2 separate regions of the Rattus norvegicus genome follow, and region 1 is linked to region 2. The links are chromatin contacts, called in public Hi-C maps. All regions are on one chromosome and are shown on one strand. The core of a region is the stretch at or near the end of the contact, and the rest is flanking DNA. Distances in the headings are between cores, read along the strand shown.

Region 1 (5,539 bases), core at 1,997-4,496, 43 kb after region 2:
TTTGTTTGTTCGCTTATTTATTTAGTGTACGTGTGTGCGTGCATGTATATGTATGCGTGCATGTGTGTGTGCATATGTGTGTGCATGTGCGTGTGTGGGTGTATGCATGTGTGCGTGCACATGTGTGTACATGTGCGTGTGTGTGCATGTGTGTGTGTGTGCACGCACGCGCGCGTGTTTAGACTCAGTGTTCTGCTTTCATCACATGGGTCCCAGGGATGAAACTCAGGTTACCTGCTTTGCCAGAAAACACTTTCACCTACTGGGTCTTCTTTGTTTTTTTGGGGGGGGGCTTTTGTTTTTGTTTGTTGTTGTTTTGTTCACACATTAAAATTTTTTTAAAGATTTATTTATTTTAAGTATGTGAGTACACTGTCACTGTCTTCAGACACACCCGAACACCCGAGGAGGACATTGGATCCCATTACAGATGGTTGTGAGCCACCATGTGGTTGCTGGGAATTGAACTCAGGACCTCTGGAAGAGCAGTCAGTGCTCTTAACTGCTGAGCCATCTCTCCAGCCCCATTAAAGAATTTTAAACGTTTACTTTATAGCTTTTAATTTATGTATGTGTGTATTCACATTTGCATGTAAATGCTCCTGGAGGAAGTTGGAGCAGGAGTTACAGGCATTTATAAGCTGACTGACCTGGGTCCTGGGATTTGAACTCAGGATCTCTGGAAGAGCAGCAAGTCCTCTTAACAAACGAACCATCTATCTGTCCAGTCTACATTTAAATTTTTTTCTTATTTACTTTTCCCCTATGTCTGCATGCATTGAACACTGTGTGCCTATGGAGGTCAGAGGTCAGTCTTCTCTCCTCCATCCAGTAGGGCTCAGGGACCAGGATCCTCAGGCTTGGCAGCAAGTACCTTTACCTACTCCCTCTTCCTCTTAGTCAGGGACTCTCTATGTAGTCCTGGCCACACTGGAACTTGCCATGTAGATCAGGCTAACCTCAAACTCACAGAGATCCATCTGCCTCTGCCTCTGCCTCTGCCTCTGCCTCTGCCTCTGCCTCTGCCTCTGCCTCTGCCTCTGCCTCTGCCTCTGCCTCTGCCTCTGCCTCTGCCTCTGCCTCTGCCTCTGCCTCTGCCTCTGCCTCTGCCTCTGCCTCTGCCTCTGCCTCTGCCTCTGCCTCTGCCTCCCTAGTGCTGGGATTGAAAGGTTGCATCACCACAGGTCTTAAGACCTTTTTGAGAGTGTCTCCAGAGGATAACCTTGAACTTCTGATCTTCCTGCTTCCTGAGGACTGGGGTTACAGCCATGTGCCACCAGTTCCTGGCTTTTGCAGTGCTGGGATCCAAACCAGGGCTTTATGAGGGCTAGGCAAACACTCTACCCGGGTTCCTGGGGATGTAACTTTAACATTGAGACATTTATAAGCTTGGACTTGGAAGCAATTGCCTGGCCAATGTTTCCTCTGTAAAATGGAGGGGAAATAGTAAGATCCTGGGGGAGGGGGTGCGTCTCTGTGTGGTAGTGGTGCACGATAACCAGGCTGGCAGCGCCCTCTGTGTCCCACATAGAGGACAGCAGCCTGATAATCCAAGTTGGGATCTAGAAGAAAGAATTTACAACGGAAGAGTTGAGGTTCTTTGGGTGAGAGTGGGGATACAATAGGATGTTGGGGACACTGTAGAAACCTGGAGAGGAAAAAAAATCCAACGAAGATCAGAAAACACATGGAGGCACAAATTTGTTAATCTTTTCAAAAATATTTTTAGGAGGTGTATTTTCTGTATGTGTGAGTGTTTTGCCTGGGTGTATGTGTATGCACCCATGCATGCTTGGTGCCAGTGGGGTTCAGATGGTTCCTGGAACTGGAGTTACAGGTGGCTTACAGCCACCAAATGGTGCTAAGAACAGAGTCTGGATCCTCTGGAAGAGCAGCCAGTGCTCTTTTTTTTTTTAAGATTTATTCATTTATTATATATAAGTACACTGTAGCTGTCTTCAGATACACCAGAACTCTTTACAGATGGCTGTGAGCCACCATATGGTTGCTGGGAATTGAACTCAGGACTTCTGGAAGAGCAGTTGGTGCTCTTAACCGCTGAGCCATCTCTCCAGCCCGCAGCAGCCAGTGCTCTTAACCACGGAGCCATCTCTCTATATACCCTCAATTTTGTTCATCTTGAGCTGGGCAGGTACAGTGGCATAGGCCTGTAATCCCAGCAGTCAGGTGACCATCACAGATTCTATGTATTAAATCTTTATGTTAGGTAGAGTCATACGGCAAGATCCAGTCACAAAACCCACAACAACAACAAAACCAAACCCAGCCAGCTTCTTCCTGAGGCTGTCCCATCCTTTCTGAGTCTAGTTGCCAGAGAAAGACTTGGCTCATCTTCACTACACGACTCTCTCCACTAAGGACAAGCACAGGTTGACTCAGCATGCCATAGGGTGACACAAGGTACCCAGAATGACAGAATGACACCTACCAGTGCACATGGTTAATCACACACACACACTCATGCACCCACCTGCAAACACAATTCCTCAGCCTTCTGGACCTCTCCTGTCATAGACCCCACCTCCTTCCTGATACACTGCTTTAAGTGGTAACTGTAACAAAATGACTTCATGCTCTCCCTGTCCTGAGCCAAATTACACAATTATTTGGAAAGGGCTCAAAACGTCCTTCTTTACAAGTTTCTGGATACACCAATACACAGGAGCATGCACCCTCAGAACACATGTATGTTTTCGCTTAATCTCGCGGGTGACTCCCAGATGCTTGCACTCCCCTAGCCCACATAGGCAAACTGCTGCGTGCCTCTGAGTTTCTCTCTGCCACCAGCTCGGTTTGCTCAGCCTACCCCTACACCCCACGCCCGGGAATCCCTGACCACAACTCCACCCATGCTCTGTCTCCTTCTTTTCCTTCTCTGTCCAGCCGTCGGGGTTCCTGGGTGAGGAAGCGTCTCCACAGAGTCGCTGGCTAGAACCACAACTTTCATCCTGCCATTCAGGATAGGGAAGAGAAGGGACCACAGCGTGGGGGGCAGGCGCGTTGGGGGGGGGGCAATCCAGGCTGCAAACAGGTTGTCCTCGGCATATTGTCTCCGCGCCCCCTGGCGGATGCCGGTCCCCTACGGGCTCCCGACGCGCAGAAGAGTGAGGCCGGCGCGCGTGGGAGGCCATCCCAAGGGGAGGGGTCGGCGGCCAGTGCAGACCTGGAGGCGGGGGCCACCAGGCAGGGGGCGGGGGTGAGCCCCGACGGCTAGCCTGTCAGCTCTTTGCTCAGACCGGCTAGAGCCACAGCTTCGCTCGCTACTCATTGTCTGTGGCCCTGACCAGTGCGCCCTGGTGCTTTAGTGCGGCCCGGAGGGGCAGCCTCTTCTCACTGCAGTCAGCGCCGCAACTATAAGAGGCGGTGCCTCCTGCAGCGGCTGCTTCAGCCCACCAGCCGGGACAGCGAACCATGCTGCCTGCGGCCCGCCTCCAGACTTTCTAGAGCCAGCCTGAGAATACTCACCACTGCCCTCACCGCTGTGTCCAGTCCCACCGTCGCGGGGAGCAACCAAAGTCGCCAGAACCGCAGCACAGAACCAGCAAGGCCAGGCAGGCCATGGGGCTCTGGGCGCTGCTGCCCAGCTGGGTTTCTGCTACGTTGCTACTGGCACTGACCGCTCTGCCCGCAGCCCTGGGCGCCAACAGTAGTGGCCGATGGTGGTAAGTGAGCTGGTACGGGGTCGCCACTTGTCCTGGGGCAAAGAGCCAGGAACGGGCCCTACCCAGCTCCCACGCTGTGGGGATCACCAACCTACAGACTCCCTCCTGTCCTGTGACTTCATATCCAGGGTGCTCTCACCTAGAACTAGCCCAAAGACAGAAGCTCTGCTGGAGTGGGGCAAATCACTTGCATGCAAAAGGCCAGCTACACCAGGCTCAGAGACCATCCCCGTTTAACACTTCCCCGCTATGGCGGAGCAACAGGTCTTAACCTCGCTGCGGTGGGTGCTCAGGTGTCCCTCAAGTCTCGAACCAAAAAACTAGATATTAGCTTTGAAAAGAGGTGAGAAGGGAGTGGACTTCCTAAGTACATCAAGGCGGGCAAGGCTGCAGGTGGGATTTCCCCTCAGAGGCTGACCTGAAGAAGAGAGGGAGAGCTAGGGTAGGATGCCTTTCCTGTTCACTCACTAGACTCAGAGCTCCTGGAGCTCAGCTCCACCACACTCAAGAAGCTATAATCGATCCTCTGCTGCTCTCTCTAGGCCATGGGGCCAGGCAAGGGCAGGGTGGTACGGCCTGTATGGTTAAGATGCAGGCCCCTTCCCTGTACTGAACCCGTATGCGTCCCACCAGGGGCATCGTGAACATAGCCTCCTCCACGAACCTGCTGACAGATTCCAAGAGTCTACAGCTGGTGCTAGAGCCCAGCCTGCAGCTACTGAGCCGCAAGCAGCGACGACTGATCCGACAGAACCCGGGGATCCTGCACAGCGTGAGCGGAGGGCTGCAGAGCGCCGTTCGAGAGTGCAAGTGGCAATTCCGAAACCGCCGCTGGAACTGCCCCACTGCTCCCGGGCCCCACCTCTTCGGCAAGATCGTCAACCGAGGTGGGTGCCCAGGAAAGCGACGCTTCCGGGATTAAGGGAAAAGCAGGGTCAGCTCCAGGGCATGGGCGGGCGAATGCAGGGAAGACGTCCCAGGGTTCTGTGATCAAACTGCGGGTCGTCTGGTGCCGGGCGCTAACACAGGGCAGCACCGGGTTCTTTCCAGCCATGCGTTTTGAGCATGATCTTTTAACGTTCCTGAGCCACTGACCCACAGAAAGGGAATTCCGGATCGTGGGCGCTGGGCGACAGCAGACTTTCTCTAGCCTTTCTAGTGCCTGGGAAGCTGGTCTCTGAGGGCTAGGGTTGTGCTTCGCACCCAGCAAAGTTTGCACTGCCAATACTAGTTTGGTCTGGCAGAGCGATCTGAGCTATGTGGAGTTGTTCTACTTGGGATCTACTCTTGGAGCTGTCCCGCCAAGGCTCTAGAGTCTCAGTGAAGTATGGTGAGGAGATTATTCGTGGTTCGCGCACACGCACCTGCTCTCCCTATGAGACCTGGAGATCAGTTTTTCACCCCCTGGGTCTGCTGGGTAGTCGGAACTCGAAGGGAGTTGGACTGTAGGGTACCAAGCCTTCCAAAAAGAGTGCTGACTTGGCCCCACGGGTTCTCTCAACTGGTGTGGGGTCGCTTCACCCATAGGCTGCCGAGAAACAGCGTTTATCTTCGCAATCACCTCCGCCGGGGTCACACATTCTGTGGCGCGCTCCTGCTCCGAAGGCTCCATCGAATCCTGCACCTGCGACTACAGGCGGCGCGGTCCTGGGGGCCCCGACTGGCACTGGGGGGGTTGCAGCGACAACATCGATTTCGGTCGCCTCTTCGGCCGAGAGTTCGTGGACTCTGGGGAGAAGGGGCGGGACCTACGCTTCCTCATGAACCTTCACAATAACGAGGCAGGGCGCACGGTACGTCCTGAGCCAGTGGCAGAGAAGTAACGGTCCACAAGGACGGAGGCACAGGGAAGGGTC
Region 2 (6,212 bases), core at 3,619-6,118:
GGCGAACAGCAGCTCTGGCACCTGACAAAGTTAAACAGACGCCCCCTCTGAAGCCCAAAACTGTGTGGGCTTGCCTGGGGAGAGGAGGCCAGGTGGGAGATCTCAGAGCAGCCCCAGCCTTCCCTCAGCCCAGCCGAGCTTCCCTTACCGATGGTGGGAATGGTGGTAACAATCTCGCCAAGCTTCAGCTTATAGAGGATGGTGGTCTTTCCTGCAGCATCCAGGCCCACCATCAGGATGCGCATCTCCTTCTTCCCGATCAGGCTCTTCAGAAGGTTCCCAAAGATATTGCCCATGATTACAGTGGCTGCTTTAAGTCAACAGGGCCCAGGTAGGGGCAGTGGTAATCTGGTTTTAGCCTGGTCCCTGGTATGGAGGGCTTGATCCTAGACAAAGGAAACACAAACTCCTTACCATCAACTGTTTGTAAGGACTTCGCATTCATGGAATTTGCCAAAGTCATGGCTGGAGTTCACTTACTACTGGCTAAACACCAGAAGGGGCTATGAATCCCAAGGCCCACTCACACACAGACTGAATTTTTGAGAGCAGAGGCAAAGCAGGAGACGTGTGGGGCCCTTGTTATGCCAGTGATCCACTGCAGTGACTAGGAAGGTCGCTTACCTCATCTCTGCAGATCTGCACCTAAAAACTGAGAAGGTTCTAGTTGGAGACTTCTAAAGTCATTTCCATTATAATGTTCTGTTACACTCCAGAGCACTGCAAACCCATTTGCCTCTCCCTTCGCCAACTTTAGCCTGAGACTTCTGAGAAGGACAGGAGAGTGGAATGAGGAGTGGCCCTGTAACTCCCGACAAGGCTCAGGCTTGCCAGGTTCCCAACGTTTATGCTCTGCTCTAGCAAAGAGACTGTTCTTCCTCCCCTGTAATTTCATTTTCCTTCCACACCAATGTAATTGAGGAAGTAAAACAGCAAGCATGACTCCTAAGAGAGGCTGGTCATTTATACGCTGAACTGCTGTGCTTGGCCTGTTGATTCAACTGCATCCTGAGCTGAGGGATGGGGAAGGCTTTGCTCTCCCTAGCTCACCCAGAGAGTGCTGTCCTGTCAGGTCACCTGCAAGAAAGTAATCATCTGGGCCCTGTCTTCCCTAACCCTCAGCCCGTTCTCCACAAAACAGCCAAAGTGATTTTAAAGGCCAAACCAGGCCCTTTGGTTCTTCTGTTCAAAACCCTTAGTTGCTTCAAGTTCCCTTTAGTAAAACCGAGAGAGCTTGCAGCACTGTGTCCCTGAAACCTAAGCAGGCTTGGTGCAGATCAACAGTCGACTTCACTCTGAAGATCTCTATCAACCTCACCTCCAGCTCAAGCAAACTGAGTGTTCACAAATGGTTCACAGCAACGGACATCCAGCAACCCCTGCTAAATGGGTGAGGAGAGCTGTGAGAGGAGGTAGGACACCACTGCGGCCAGCAAACAAAGCATACAGCATACACTATGCATTCATTCCCTCTCAAAGGGCAGGACAGCCACAGAGTGTACAGCGAGACAGATGTGACAGCTCACACCTACGAGAGCCCCTCAACCAGGATCTGGGACCAGAAGAATCTAAAGCTCCAAGCCAGTTCCACAGCAAGATCTCCTCTCACAACAACCCCCCAAACAAACAAAAAAGCATTTAAAAATGTCTCACTGCTGTTATACCTACTTACTTTAGGTATGAGGATTTTGCTTGTGTGTCCTTGTGCCCACAGAAGGCATTAGACTCCACTGCAGTATGAATGGCTGTGATGGGGGCTAGAGAGGTGCTCAGTGGCTAAGAGCACTGCCTGCTCTTCTAGAGAGCAGTCCTCAGGCACCACACAGTGGCTCACAACCATTTATTTATTTATTTTTTCTTTTTTTTTTCGGAGCTGGGGACGGAACCCAGGGCCTTGCACTTGCTAGGCAAGCGCTCTACCACTGAGCTAAATCCCCATCCCCCATTTATTTTTTTTAAAGATTTATTTATTTTATGTATATGAGTACATTGTCGCTGTCTTCAGACACACCAGAAGAGGGCATCGGATCCCTTTACAGATGGTTGTGAGCCACCATGTGGTTGCTGGGAATTGAACTCAGGACCTCTGGCAGAGCAGTCAGTGCTCTTAACCGCTGAGCCATCTCTCTCTAGCCCCCTCACAACCATTTATAATGGGATCCAATGCCCTCTTCTGGCGTGAGAGACATACAGACAGAGCACTCATATACATAAAATACATAAATAAATAAATCGTTTTTAAAAAAAACAACTGATTGTGAGGTGCTATGTTGAGTGCTGAGAACTGAACCCAGGTCTTCTGCAAGAACAAGCACTCTTCCCAGAGTCCAATTACCTGAAATGTCTGAGTTAGGGTCCCAGTTGCCCAGGCTGGCCTCAAATTCACTATGTAGCCAAGGATAAACTTGGACTTCTGATCGTCTTACCTCCACTTCCCAAGTGCTAGGAGTACAGGTGAGCACTACGCGCTTGGCCGAGAAATGCACCCCTGAAACTATCATGCAATGGTTCTGGGTGCCTTGGGAGCACGTGTCAGTGGGCAGGTTGTTCAGCGATCATAAGCCAGCTGTTGGCACTCTATTAGTCTGGAAACCAGCGACACACACACACCTCAAACCCAGAAGGCGAAGGGACAGGTCAGGACAGAGCACATCTAAACCCAGGAAAGTGAGAGGTGCATGGCAAAGAATCCTAGTTATGGGCTGGAGAGATGGCTCAGTGGTTAAAGCAATGACTGACCTTCCAGAGGTCCTAAGTTCAAATCCCAGCAACCACATGGTGGCTCACAACCATCTGTAATGGGATCTGATGCCCTCTTCTGGTGTGTCTGAAGACAGCTACTATGTACTTATACATAATAAATAAATAAATAAATAAATCTTAAAAAAGAAAAAAAAGAATCCTAGTTACAAAGTAAGTTGGAAGTCTAGTGGAAGTTTAGTCACTTTTTTGAAAACTTCTTCAGGCTTGTTTTTGTTCTGTTTTGTTTCCCCTATTCCTCTATAGCGAATTCCAGACTAGTGCACAGAAGTCAGATCAACAGCCCCTGGGGACTGACGTTCTAGGCTGTCTAAAAATAAAAAAGAACCGAGTGTAGCAGTGTTTCATCTTCAGGTATCCCCAGACTCCACTAATGAGCCAGGTGTGCCTCTCCCCGCTCTCCCAGATGAGCCTATCTCTGACCCACAAAGCTCACACCCCAGCAACAGGGCTTGTGTGGACTTTAGGACTCAATGTCAGCCCTGCTGCCCTTCCGGCCTCAACTCATCCAGTCAGGTCTAAGGCTCTTGCACATTCCTGAGGTGAGGGCAGGAAGGGGTAGAGGAGTGACAGGGACACTTGTGCAGCTACTAAGATCAGGCCATCCCAACCTCAGCGACCTATGGTAGTTGGTTTCCAGTCCCATGGCCTCCACAGTGAAAACCGTCTCTATGTTTCTGGGGATCAGTGAGATGGTATTAGTTGAAGATTTTATTGGGGTCCGGCAGAGACCTTAAACTTCCATCACATGCTTCTCACCGTCCTTCATGACCAAGCTAGCACTGATTACCTGATCACAGTGAGACCAGCAGCCAATACCCCTTGCTCGGAACCTCTAAATAACCCTCTGCTCTGCTTTGCTCAACTGTCACGCTGAAATTACAATTCAAAGCTGACCCTAACCTGCCACAGACACACAGTTCTGTGCAGCACCATGAGGCAGAAGCAGGATGAGGCGGAAGCAGAATGGCCTCGGGAGAAAGAGAAGCTGGCTGTACATCATCTGCCCTGCAAAGTCCCTGAAAGATGTGAACTTCTCATGCAGCACACGTTACCCTGTGACTTGCTTTCCTATTATCGGGTACATACTCAGCTCCCTAGTTAAGACGTGATCCCCTCTGCAAGGCCTATATCCTTTCTTTCCTCGGGCCTGTCTTCACTCCCATGACCAGATCACTGTGGATGATCCGGCATGCATACTGACTTGAGCTTCAACCAGAGATGTCCCTGTATCATTCTGTCCAGTGGGATTGGTATCTATGACTAATGTTAGTTGATCAATGTTCTGTATAGCTGGGCATGGTGATAGACACCTGTGATCCCAACAGTTAAGACCGGGAAGCAAGAGGATCAGAAGTTCAAGGCTACCCATGGCCATCTCTCAAGTCTGATGCCAGTCTGGGCTACAGGAGTTCTAGTTAATGTGGGTTGGGGCTTGAGGATGTGTCAAGAATGAACATCTTACCAAAGTCATACGCACTTCATCTCCATGTTCACTGCCTACTGTCACCACATACCCTAAATAAAGGCCAGCAGGAGGTGATCCCTCACCTTTAAGCCGCAGACAAAAGTCACAAAGCTACACTAAACCTGCTTTTCCAAAGCCAGCCCAGTCTCTTCCAAAGGCCCTGAGAGACACGAAGATGAGGCAGCCGGGAGGAAGAGGAAGAAGCTGATTATCGAAAGGATAGAAACAGATGTGGAGAAACTGAGGCACTAAGCAGACCAGTCACAGAGAGCGCTGAAGTGCTACAGAGGGCAACAGAAATGTGTGTGCAGGGGGCCTGCATTATGTATGTACACCATGTACATGCCTGATGATGCTGGAGGAGGGTATCAGATCCTGATGGTTCTAAGTCACCGTGTGGATGATGAGACCCAAACCCTAGTCCTCTGTAAAAACAGCACATGCTCTTCACTGCCACCTTTCTAGACCGGTGTGTACACTTTTTATAACTCTCTAGTGGCTATGCAGTTTGAAATGCTACCTTTTATCATTTTATAGAATATGGAGTTTGTTTCACTTTTAAGTTATATTATTAGCACACAGAAGATTTCTTTGTGGGCCAGCAAAGATGACTCAGCCAGGAATGGTGCCTGTTGCCTGATCCCGAGTTAGATTCCCAGGACCCACAGCAAAGGAAACACAGCTCCTGAAAATTCTGCTCTGACCACCTCACGTGTGCGGCAGCATGAGGAACCTACACACACACAAGTAAATGTGATTTTTAAAGGGGGTGTACTTCATTGTTCTAGAGAAACAAGTCATTAACAGAATGTCTCCCAAACTGGACTGACATAGGAGAAGCTCCTTTGTTTGCCAGTTCTGATGCTCTCCTCTCAGCTCCCGAGGAAGAGATTCCTGATGCTGACACAGGTAATAATCACCTTGGCTTTGTCTAGTAGGAACACTCAAAATCAATTTTCTTTCTCATCACTTTATGTGTATATGCACGTGGCAACACATGCACGCACACATGCACGCACACAGACACACACAGACACACAGACACACACACACACACACACACACACACACACACACACACACGTACATCAGAGACAACGAGGGAGCTGCTTCTCTCCTCTCACCATGTGGATTCCAGGAACCAAGCTCAGGCCTTCACACTTGGTGGCAAGCACCTTGACCTGCTGAGCTAGCTCAGTGACCCCTAAAAATTCATTTTTATGTCTTCTTCCTGTCCACCATCACCACAGACTTAATTTTTTAAAGCCAGAGACCTGGTAGATTGTGACCCAGTAAAAAATGGCTTTTGCCTTTATATATGTCAGGAGATCTGGGCAGGGCAGAGGCATCACTAACATGGTGGTTTCTTTTTTTTTTTTTTTTTTTTGGTTCTTTTTTTTCAGAGCTGGGGACCGAACCCAGGGCCTTGCGCTTCCTAGGCAAGCACTCTACCACTGAGCTAAATCCCCAGCCCAAAAATGGTGGTTTCTTACAAGGGCAACAGAGGGTGTGTGTGTGTGTGTGTGTGTGTGTGTGTGTGTGTGTGTGTGTGTATGTGTGTGTGCGCAATCACACTGGTTTACTAATGTTTAACCACATACTTTACAGAAATGGCAATCCTACTACAAACTTCTCTACTCAGAGTCACACAGACTTCCCTGGATGGCTTTTAGGAGTAAGAGACTATTTCATGTAACCGAAGCTCCTAGACTGCCTCAAAGTATCAGCTAGGGATGCCCTGTGATCCTCCTGTCTCCACTCTTCCCCCGTGCCAAGACTGTATGTGTTCGTACTACCACACCTAGTTCTAGGTGCTAGGAAAGTCCTCTCCCAAATCATACTAAACCCTACCCTTTCTTTCGGATTTTTGGTACTTTACAAGGAGGCTTAAAAATTCTGTACAGTTCATGACTGTCCCTCCTGAGATGACTATTCATTAAATATCTACCAGGGTAGTAGTTAAAACAGAAACTGAGTCAAGATG

Evidence for each region. Hi-C and Micro-C count contacts between places; a contact is called where the count stands out from the background.
Region 1: a Hi-C map of the A7r5 cell line shows a contact between it and region 2, with 2.8 times the contacts expected there. The contact joins the promoter of Wnt1 here to the enhancer-like site in region 2. A contact is called at or near these places in 2 of 12 Hi-C or Micro-C datasets (the A7r5 cell line and the Rat2 cell line).

Annotation. Positions count from the first base shown.
Region 1 is chr7:131,814,312-131,819,850 of GRCr8, forward strand. Wnt1 (Wnt family member 1) reads left to right here and starts at 3,247. Exons shown (of 4, transcript NM_001105714.1): 1 at 3,247-3,683; 2 at 4,317-4,570; 3 at 5,211-5,476. The coding sequence starts at 3,580. It also overlaps a transcript of Tuba1c not described here.
Region 2 is chr7:131,769,738-131,775,949 of GRCr8, forward strand. It overlaps Arf3 (ADP-ribosylation factor 3), which reads right to left. Exons shown (of 5, transcript NM_080904.3): 2 at 149-386. The coding sequence starts at 296. It also overlaps a transcript of Tuba1c not described here. Among named protein-coding and RNA genes, the nearest start is that of Arf3, 18 kb to the right of the region's middle. Within about 2 kb of position 4,869, at least 4 of the 93 cell types and tissues checked have an H3K27ac peak or open chromatin away from gene starts, as enhancers often do. A contact at or near this core is called in the A7r5 cell line, where this site is marked.